2 separate regions of the Sus scrofa genome follow, and region 1 is linked to region 2. A link is a contact called in public HiChIP or PLAC-seq data. All regions are on one chromosome and are shown on one strand. The core of a region is the stretch at or near the end of the contact, and the rest is flanking DNA. Distances in the headings are between cores, read along the strand shown. Region 1 holds the start of LOC102162202 (histone H2B type 2-E). Region 2 holds the start of OTUD7B (OTU domain-containing protein 7B).

What was found. HiChIP or PLAC-seq counts read pairs in DNA pulled down with a chosen protein or histone mark.
Region 1: a contact with region 2 is called in an H3K27ac HiChIP or PLAC-seq map of alveolar macrophages. The contact joins the promoter of LOC102162202 here to the promoter of OTUD7B in region 2. A contact is called at or near these places in 1 of 5 promoter capture datasets (liver) and 1 of 2 datasets of contacts at active chromatin or transcription factors (alveolar macrophages).

The regions. Positions count from the first base shown.
Region 1 is chr4:99,187,326-99,190,986 of Sscrofa11.1, forward strand. It overlaps LOC102162202 (histone H2B type 2-E), which reads left to right and starts at 2,180. Exons shown (of 1, transcript XM_013997205.2): 1 at 2,180-3,661. The coding sequence starts at 2,276. The coding sequence ends at 2,656. LOC100624086 (histone H2A type 2-A-like) reads right to left here and starts at 2,089. Exons shown (of 1, transcript XM_003355215.5): 1 at 1,419-2,089. The coding sequence starts at 2,051. The coding sequence ends at 1,530. LOC102161782 (histone H3) reads right to left here and starts at 397. Exons shown (of 1, transcript XM_021089926.1): 1 at 1-397. The coding sequence starts at 340.
Region 2 is chr4:99,052,701-99,056,555 of Sscrofa11.1, forward strand. It overlaps OTUD7B (OTU domain-containing protein 7B), which reads left to right and starts at 1,726. Exons shown (of 12, transcript XM_001925669.7): 1 at 1,726-2,040.

The DNA.
Region 1 (3,661 bases), core at 930-3,429, 140 kb after region 2:
GGATGGCACACAGGTTCGTGTCTTCAAACAGCCCCACCAGGTAGGCCTCGCTCGCCTCCTGCAGCGCCATCACGGCCGAGCTCTGGAAGCGCAGGTCCGTCTTGAAGTCCTGCGCGATCTCGCGCACCAGGCGCTGGAAGGGCAGCTTGCGGATCAGCAGCTCGGTCGACTTCTGGTAGCGCCGGATCTCCCGCAGGGCCACGGTGCCCGGCCGGTAGCGGTGGGGCTTCTTCACGCCGCCGGTGGCCGGCGCGCTCTTGCGGGCCGCCTTGGTGGCCAGCTGCTTCCGCGGGGCCTTGCCCCCGGTCGATTTGCGGGCAGTCTGCTTAGTACGGGCCATGGCGGCGAGCCAAAACACGAGCTTACCAGCGCAGCGAAGGGAGAGTAACCAGGGGGACGCCCGCCGCAGCAGTCTTTATAGGCACAGGCTTGTCCCGATTGGGCGGGACAATAATTGAAAGTCCCGCGCTGGCTCTCTATTGGCTGTGACCTCACCAGCCCTAGCGCCACTGATTGGCTTGGGCAGAATCCTCCTCCGCCCGCCCCCCACCCTCCCTCCCTCCCTCCCTTTCTACTTTCCAGTTTGCCAGCAGTTTTCCCGGCCTCGTCTTTCCTTTCTTCCCGGCGAGAGTCATTTTTGAGCGCGACTGTGTCAGAACGTTCCTCTTCAGCCCTTCGCTCCCTTAGAACACGCTACCCCCGATGCCCGCCTCCTTTCCACGCTTTTTACCTCCCGGACCGAACCCCCGCCCCCTGAACGCCTTGTTACCTTGTCAGAACCCCCTAGGTTAGCTGCTAGTCTGGCCGATCTTCCCCCCCCCGCCCCCCGGCCCTTTGGTGCTTTTCGGATCGGAAGGTTATCTGCGCCCTCTCCGGGAGCAAGACTCCACTTCCGAGAGCCTCAGGACCTGTTATCCCCATCCCCGCCGCGAAGGCGCCTCCTCACTCCCCCCACTCCCCTTCCAAAGACGGTGGGCTCAAGCCAAAACCCACGTCCGCTACGCTCCCGAAAACCGTCTTTATCCCCTAACCGACTGGGGTGTACGGGGCGTGCGCGTGTGCGAGGGAACGTCCCCTTGGTGCTAGACCTCAGGTGTTGGGCAGAGGCTTGGGAAGTAACTGCAGTTGCTCACCGGGCATCCGACTTCGAGATAGAGCGTCGCGGCCGCCTGGTACTGCTTACTTTCAGCAGCCGAGTCGACCCTGGCTCGCCCAAGCAAGGTTTGCTACCTCTACCTGCGTTAATTAGATCCTAGGATTTGCCACACTCCCACCCGCACCCGCTTCCCAGCAAAATAACGGCTAAAGCACCTAGTTCCAGAGGCGAGTGAGGAACGGCAGGGAGTAGAGGGCAAACGGCACTCCCTCCGCCCACCTCCGTGCTTACTACCAAGGGTGGAGTTAAGGAGAAAGCTGGCTAGTGTAACAACTCTTTTTTTTATTTGAAAGAGTGGGTGGCTCTGAAAAGAGCCTTTGATTTCACAGGTGCCCCTTCCGGACGGGGCTGGGTGGGCTTCCGGATGCCGGCCTCACTTGCCCTTTGCCTTGTGGTGGCTCTCCGTCTTCTTGGGGAGCAACACGGCCTGGATGTTGGGCAAGACGCCGCCCTGGGCGATGGTGACTTTGCCCAACAGCTTGTTCAGCTCCTCGTCGTTGCGGATAGCCAGCTGCAAGTGGCGGGGGATGATGCGCGTCTTCTTGTTGTCTCGCGCCGCGTTGCCCGCCAGCTCCAGGATTTCCGCGGTCAGGTACTCCAGCACCGCCGCCATGTAGACGGGCGCGCCGGCCCCCACCCGCTCGGCATAGTTGCCTTTGCGCAGCAAGCGGTGCACCCGCCCTACGGGGAACTGCAGACCTGCGCGGGACGAACGGGACTTGGCCTTTGCGCGGGCCTTGCCTCCCTGTTTGCCACGACCAGACATGACAACGACACTCACTGCAACCGGCTCCCGCTTAGGTGACCGAGAAAGTCGCCCTAAACGGCCCCGCTTCACCTTTTTATAGGCAGAGCGGCGATTGGCTACGGAGCACGTTGATTGGCTAGAGCACATCTGTGTCCCGGTGGCCAATAGGATAGCGCAACCAGAATCCACTCATTTACATAACCTCGTCTCCCCTCGCAGCAGAGCCACTGAAAACTCGCGAATCGCAACGCGGCGGAACCCAAGCCTTCATTTGCGTACGGCCTCTATAAGTACCGAGTCGCTTCCGGTAGCCTCCGTGTAGTTGTTGCCTTTGCGTTCCCGGTTGTCCTTTGCAGCTGGTGTCTGCCGTTATGCCTGAGCCCGCCAAGTCCGCCCCGGCGCCCAAGAAGGGCTCGAAGAAAGCCGTCACCAAAGCCCAGAAGAAGGACGGCAAGAAGCGGAAGCGCAGCCGCAAGGAGAGCTATTCCATCTACGTGTACAAGGTGCTGAAGCAGGTGCACCCGGACACGGGCATCTCGTCCAAGGCCATGGGCATCATGAACTCCTTCGTCAACGACATCTTCGAGCGCATCGCGGGCGAAGCGTCCCGCCTGGCTCATTACAACAAGCGCTCGACCATCACGTCCCGGGAGATCCAGACGGCCGTGCGCCTGCTGCTGCCCGGCGAGCTGGCCAAGCACGCCGTGTCCGAGGGCACCAAGGCGGTCACCAAGTACACCAGCTCCAAGTGAGTCCCTGCCGGGATAGTGGCGCTCGCCCGATCGCCGGGTCGCTTGACTCCAAAAGGCTCTTTTCAGAGCCACCCATCTTCTCAATGGAAGAAGCTGTCATCTTGTTTTCGTTTTCATAAGCTGTTCTTTTTGTGCCACGTATAACTTATTGAAGATCTGCGTTTCCCTTCTCATGAATGACCAGCATAGGTCCAAATTTTACAGATAGGTTGAGATCTAGCTAGAGTAAGTGTTCATTCATTTACAGGCAACTTGCTTTTCATCACAGTGAAAAGGTGAGAGATGGGTGGTAATGAATTTTGAGAAAGAATAGTTAACCAGTGTTTACCTTGTAGCTGTTAGATTTGGTCAGTACTTTGTAAAAGCATTTTTGAGTTCAGGAAACCAGATGTAATGTTATTGTAAAAATACAAAGCAATGCTAGAGACCATGCCCCAGCGCTTACAGAAAACCTATAGTGCACTTGGTTATATTGATTCCGTATGTTGACTGAAAACAAACAAAAACCCCATAACTTGAAAGCTGAGAATTATGTTTTATTTGGCATCCTTGCTGAGGACTTAATCTCAGTAGACAGCCGGGAGATAGATTGCTCAAGGGGGAGCCAAGACATATAGGAGTTTTGCAAAAACAAACCAGGTAGTTGAACAAAAGACTAATAATTAAAAAAAGAAAAATCAAGAGTTTAGCACTTTTCTTTGTATGGGAATATACAAGAGTAGGCTGATTGAAATTATTCCTTTGGTATGCACCTTAACTATCTAGGGCCAGTATTCTATTTTTCTCCATCCTGATTCCCCTCAGGGTGCACAGTTGAGTGGCTGCAGTGACTAAGGCCTTGATGGCCACAACATGTTTTATTGACATGGCAGTCAGCATTTTTCACCCACACGGTGGTTGAAGTAATTTTTAGTCTACACACACTTCTTAACTTACTTTGGTATTCCTTTCAGGAGTGTACACTGAATATATTTTGCTCAAATTCAAGATGTCAACACTGTCAAT
Region 2 (3,855 bases), core at 476-2,975:
GACAGCCTTGGTGAAACAAGACAGTTTTAGATTTCTTTTTTTTTCTTCAATGTCCACACCTGTGGCATATGGGAGTTCCCGGGCCAGGGACTGAATTTGAGCTGGATCCTTTAACGCACTGCACAGGGCCAGGGATCAAACCCATACTTCTACGCCGATCTGAACCATTGCAGTCAGGTTCTTAATCCACTGCGCCACAGCAGGAACTCCAGCTTTGGATTTTTGAGGCTCCTTACCTGTGGGCTTTTCCTCTCACCTCAGACTTAGCTGGCAAGGGGTGGAAGTGATCAACAGAGTTTGGTGACAATTAATTTAGGTGATCAAGCCTCATTCTACTCCTCCTCAAATTTGCCACTGAACAATACCTAAAATTTGTAGTTCCCATATACTTGAAGCCCAGACCAAATGGCTCTGCCTGCCAACCCAGAGCATGCTTCCTGGGCATGCTTCATGCAAGGCACTCTTTCCTGCTGGGCCTTGGTATGACCCTAGGCCCAGCCCTAAATCCTTACCTCTAAACTCAGGATATTCCCAAGAGACATAGCTGTCTAGGAAGTTTCCTGTTTCAGATGTCAATTTTCTATCTTGAGCTGGGTAATTCTAAACGGCTTCCCTTTAGAAACTGAGGACTTCAGAATCTAATGAGGGGACAGAAAAGTTGACTATAATATTTGCTTTTAAATAGGCCTAAGGAGCACAATTTAGATAATAAACATTTTGAACATGCAAGCCAGTTGTCACAATGTTAGGAATATGAATTAAAATTTTGGATTTATTTGGTCAGATTATAGCAGGGACTGGTCCCATTTTGTGTTTGTCATAAAGAGGTATTAACGAAATGGCTCTTCTTACTTGAAACTGTCCACATTCTTCAAATCTTTATTCATTCAACAAATATGGGAGGTTTGCTGTGTGTCAGGCAAAGGTTATGTTCTCACAGTCATAGGTCTTTATAACCCACACAGCACTGATAAGAGTTCCGCCTTATGTAATAGTTTGATGCATTTTACTAAAGTGTTAAGATCCTTGATGCCTGGGATTTTGTCAATCATTTTTGTGTTCCCAATATCAATGAGCACAGTGCCTTGCACATAGTAGGGACTCAATTAGTATTTGAGAATTGAACTATGCTGCAAGGCTGTTAAAAGGCATTACCAAAAAAAGCACTACATAACTTGTTTTGATTGGGCTAAGAGTCTAAGGCAGAAATGTCAATAGGGTATCCTCGTTAGGCAAGTAAATAAATATTGAGTGTTTATAGGGAAAGGTATGTTCAGTTCATGAGTGGATGAAGCGTGCATAACTGGGTGGAGACGGGTCTGGAAGAAGCGTTGTTCATTTCCCTCTGGTCAGTCCAGAGTGATTGCGTAGAGTAACTAGAATTTCAGTCTTCTCTTTCTAAAGTATTCTCATCCCTCTCACCTTCCTAGAACTACCCCTCCTCTCTCTGCTTCCCAAAGGGCTGTGTCCAAACGACTCCACCTCAAAGTCTCGAGGGTATACCCTGTACCTCTCCAGCTCTGGTTCAAGAACTCTGCAGACCAGGGGCTTTGGGAACACGCGCCAGGAAAACACGGGGTCACGCTCCGGGCAAGCGCCAAACTGGCCTAGGCCGAGGGAGCGGCGCTAAGGGCGGGGCTCCCAAGGGGCGGGGCCGGGCGGGGCGAGGCGGGGCGCAGGAGGCCCGGGGCCGCTTGGGTGTCACCACCAACCCGCTCCGGCCGGAAACCGGCGTTTGTTTCCGGCCGGACGGCCGAAAACCAACGATCCTGAACCAGCCGCCGGAGTCAGAGTGGCGACCGAGTGTGGAGCAGGCAAAAAGCCACTGGGGGAGGCCAGTCCGGATCAGTCCCGTCTGGCTCCAGCTCCTGATCCTGTGCGGAGCAACAACCGCGGTCGCATTCTCCGCCGCCGCCTCCGACTCCATCGTCGTCGGGGGAGGGGCCGGCCGGACCCCGGGGTCACTGCCGTGGAATGAGGAGAGGCAGCCGGGCCCCGCGCTCCGCCCCGGCCTAGGGCCTTGCCCCGGGAGTCGCGAGGGTAACGGAGCCCCCCTCCCTGTCACCCTCCCCCGTCTGCCCCCGCCCCTCCCGCCTCTTCAGACTCCCAAACTCTGACCCTCTGATCGCCACGGTCCCTCTTCTCCTTTCTGATTATATTTCACCCAGAGCCTTCTCCTCTCGGCACCCCCTCCTCGCCCTTACTGTGCCTTGCTTCGTCCCAACCTTTCCCTCGTTACTCCTCCCTTTCACCTGCGTCCCGCGATCCAGCCCTCCTTCCCCATTCTTGGCCTCCCTTCCTCAACTGCTGGGCAGTTCGGACGGTCCTCCCTTATCAGCTAGACTTTCGGAGAGGGATGGTGGACTTTTAAGGTGGTTAGGAGTGCAGGCTACTACTCTCATAGTAGGATAAAGTTCATTTTAAAGTCTCAATATAAAAGTAGAATGAAAACAAGCTTGTTCTCCCTTAAGGATAGCCAAACTGAGGTGCGTCCAGTAATGGAGGAAGGGAGCGAAAAAGAAGTGTGTGTGTGTGTGTGTGTGTGTGTGTGTGTGAGTGTGAGAGGGAGGGAGGGAGAATGACTGATTCTACGGTAGGCTTATGAACTTTAGAAAAAAGAAAAGTTGCTGTGAGCCCGATGGAAACTTTAGAAGCTGATGATGAGTAAGCCGGGGGCTGCGTGATCTCACTCCTCTTCTCATAATTACTAGGTTAACGGTGTGGCTCTGGTCGGGATGGAATGGGATTTGTTTACTGGGCCGGCGTATTTTTAGCTTGTCGGCTCACAAGGAACAGCGCTCTGAGTCTCTCTCTTTCCCTCTTTCTTTCCCTCTCTCTTTTTTTCTAACCCCCTCTTTCCGTCTATGCCTTGGTAGTCTGTCTCTAGAACTTCGGTTGCTTCTCTGGGCAGAGTACAGATATAAAAATTAAGTTAAAAGAAACTGGTGAAATTTTATGTTGAGATTCTCCCGAGCTCTTCAGGGAGTTTTCATGAATGCAAAAACAAAAATTAGCAGGACTTTTCGTTTTAGTACATATATGCATAAAATACTTTTTAGAAAATATAGAAGCTGGTAATTGTTCAGTCTTTGGCTTCTCATACTTTGTATTTAGATCTTGGAGGACGCTGGCGCCCTTTGTCTTTCAACCTATTTCTAAAGTGAGAAAGGACAAAGTAGAGAGAAGAGGTAGTGGTAAGGCTAGTCCAAAAAGGTAGCTAATCTAAAAACCAGAAAATTTCCTTCCCAGTAAATGGGATTGTATTCCTGATGGGATGGAGAAGACAACAGGACGTACGCTGGGTGGTTAGGGAGAATGAGACTAGTAATTAAACATTTGCTTTGCATAATTTACAAATGAATACATTATAGGCAAACAATTATACTCTTTGTCCTCATTGTTCTTTGAGCCTTTCTTTTCAAGTTTAGTAATCAACCTGCTGTGCTAGTCTGTTGATATTTTGAAAGCTGAACAGTACTGTAAAATAAATGAAATGGTGTTGCTCATCTGGAAGCCGAATGCCAGTCTGTTCTAATTTCCACTAGCTACCCAGCATGCTTTGGAGCACCTCCCTGAGTTAGTGGCCAGTTACTATGTACTTAGAGATTACAAATGAATACAAATATTAGCTCATACTAGGAATAATTGAGAAGATAAATATGCTGAAAAGATATTCCAAAACTGAAATAGACTATTTTTTGATTTTTTTTTTCCATTTGGATTATCAGCACCTTTCTACCGATAATCATCCGTTAACATGAATAATTTAGAACTGAACAGATACACACTTTGGACATTACGTATTCAAGCAGGAAGGAAAGATGGAAGGAAGATAGTTTCCAAACTCCTACTATT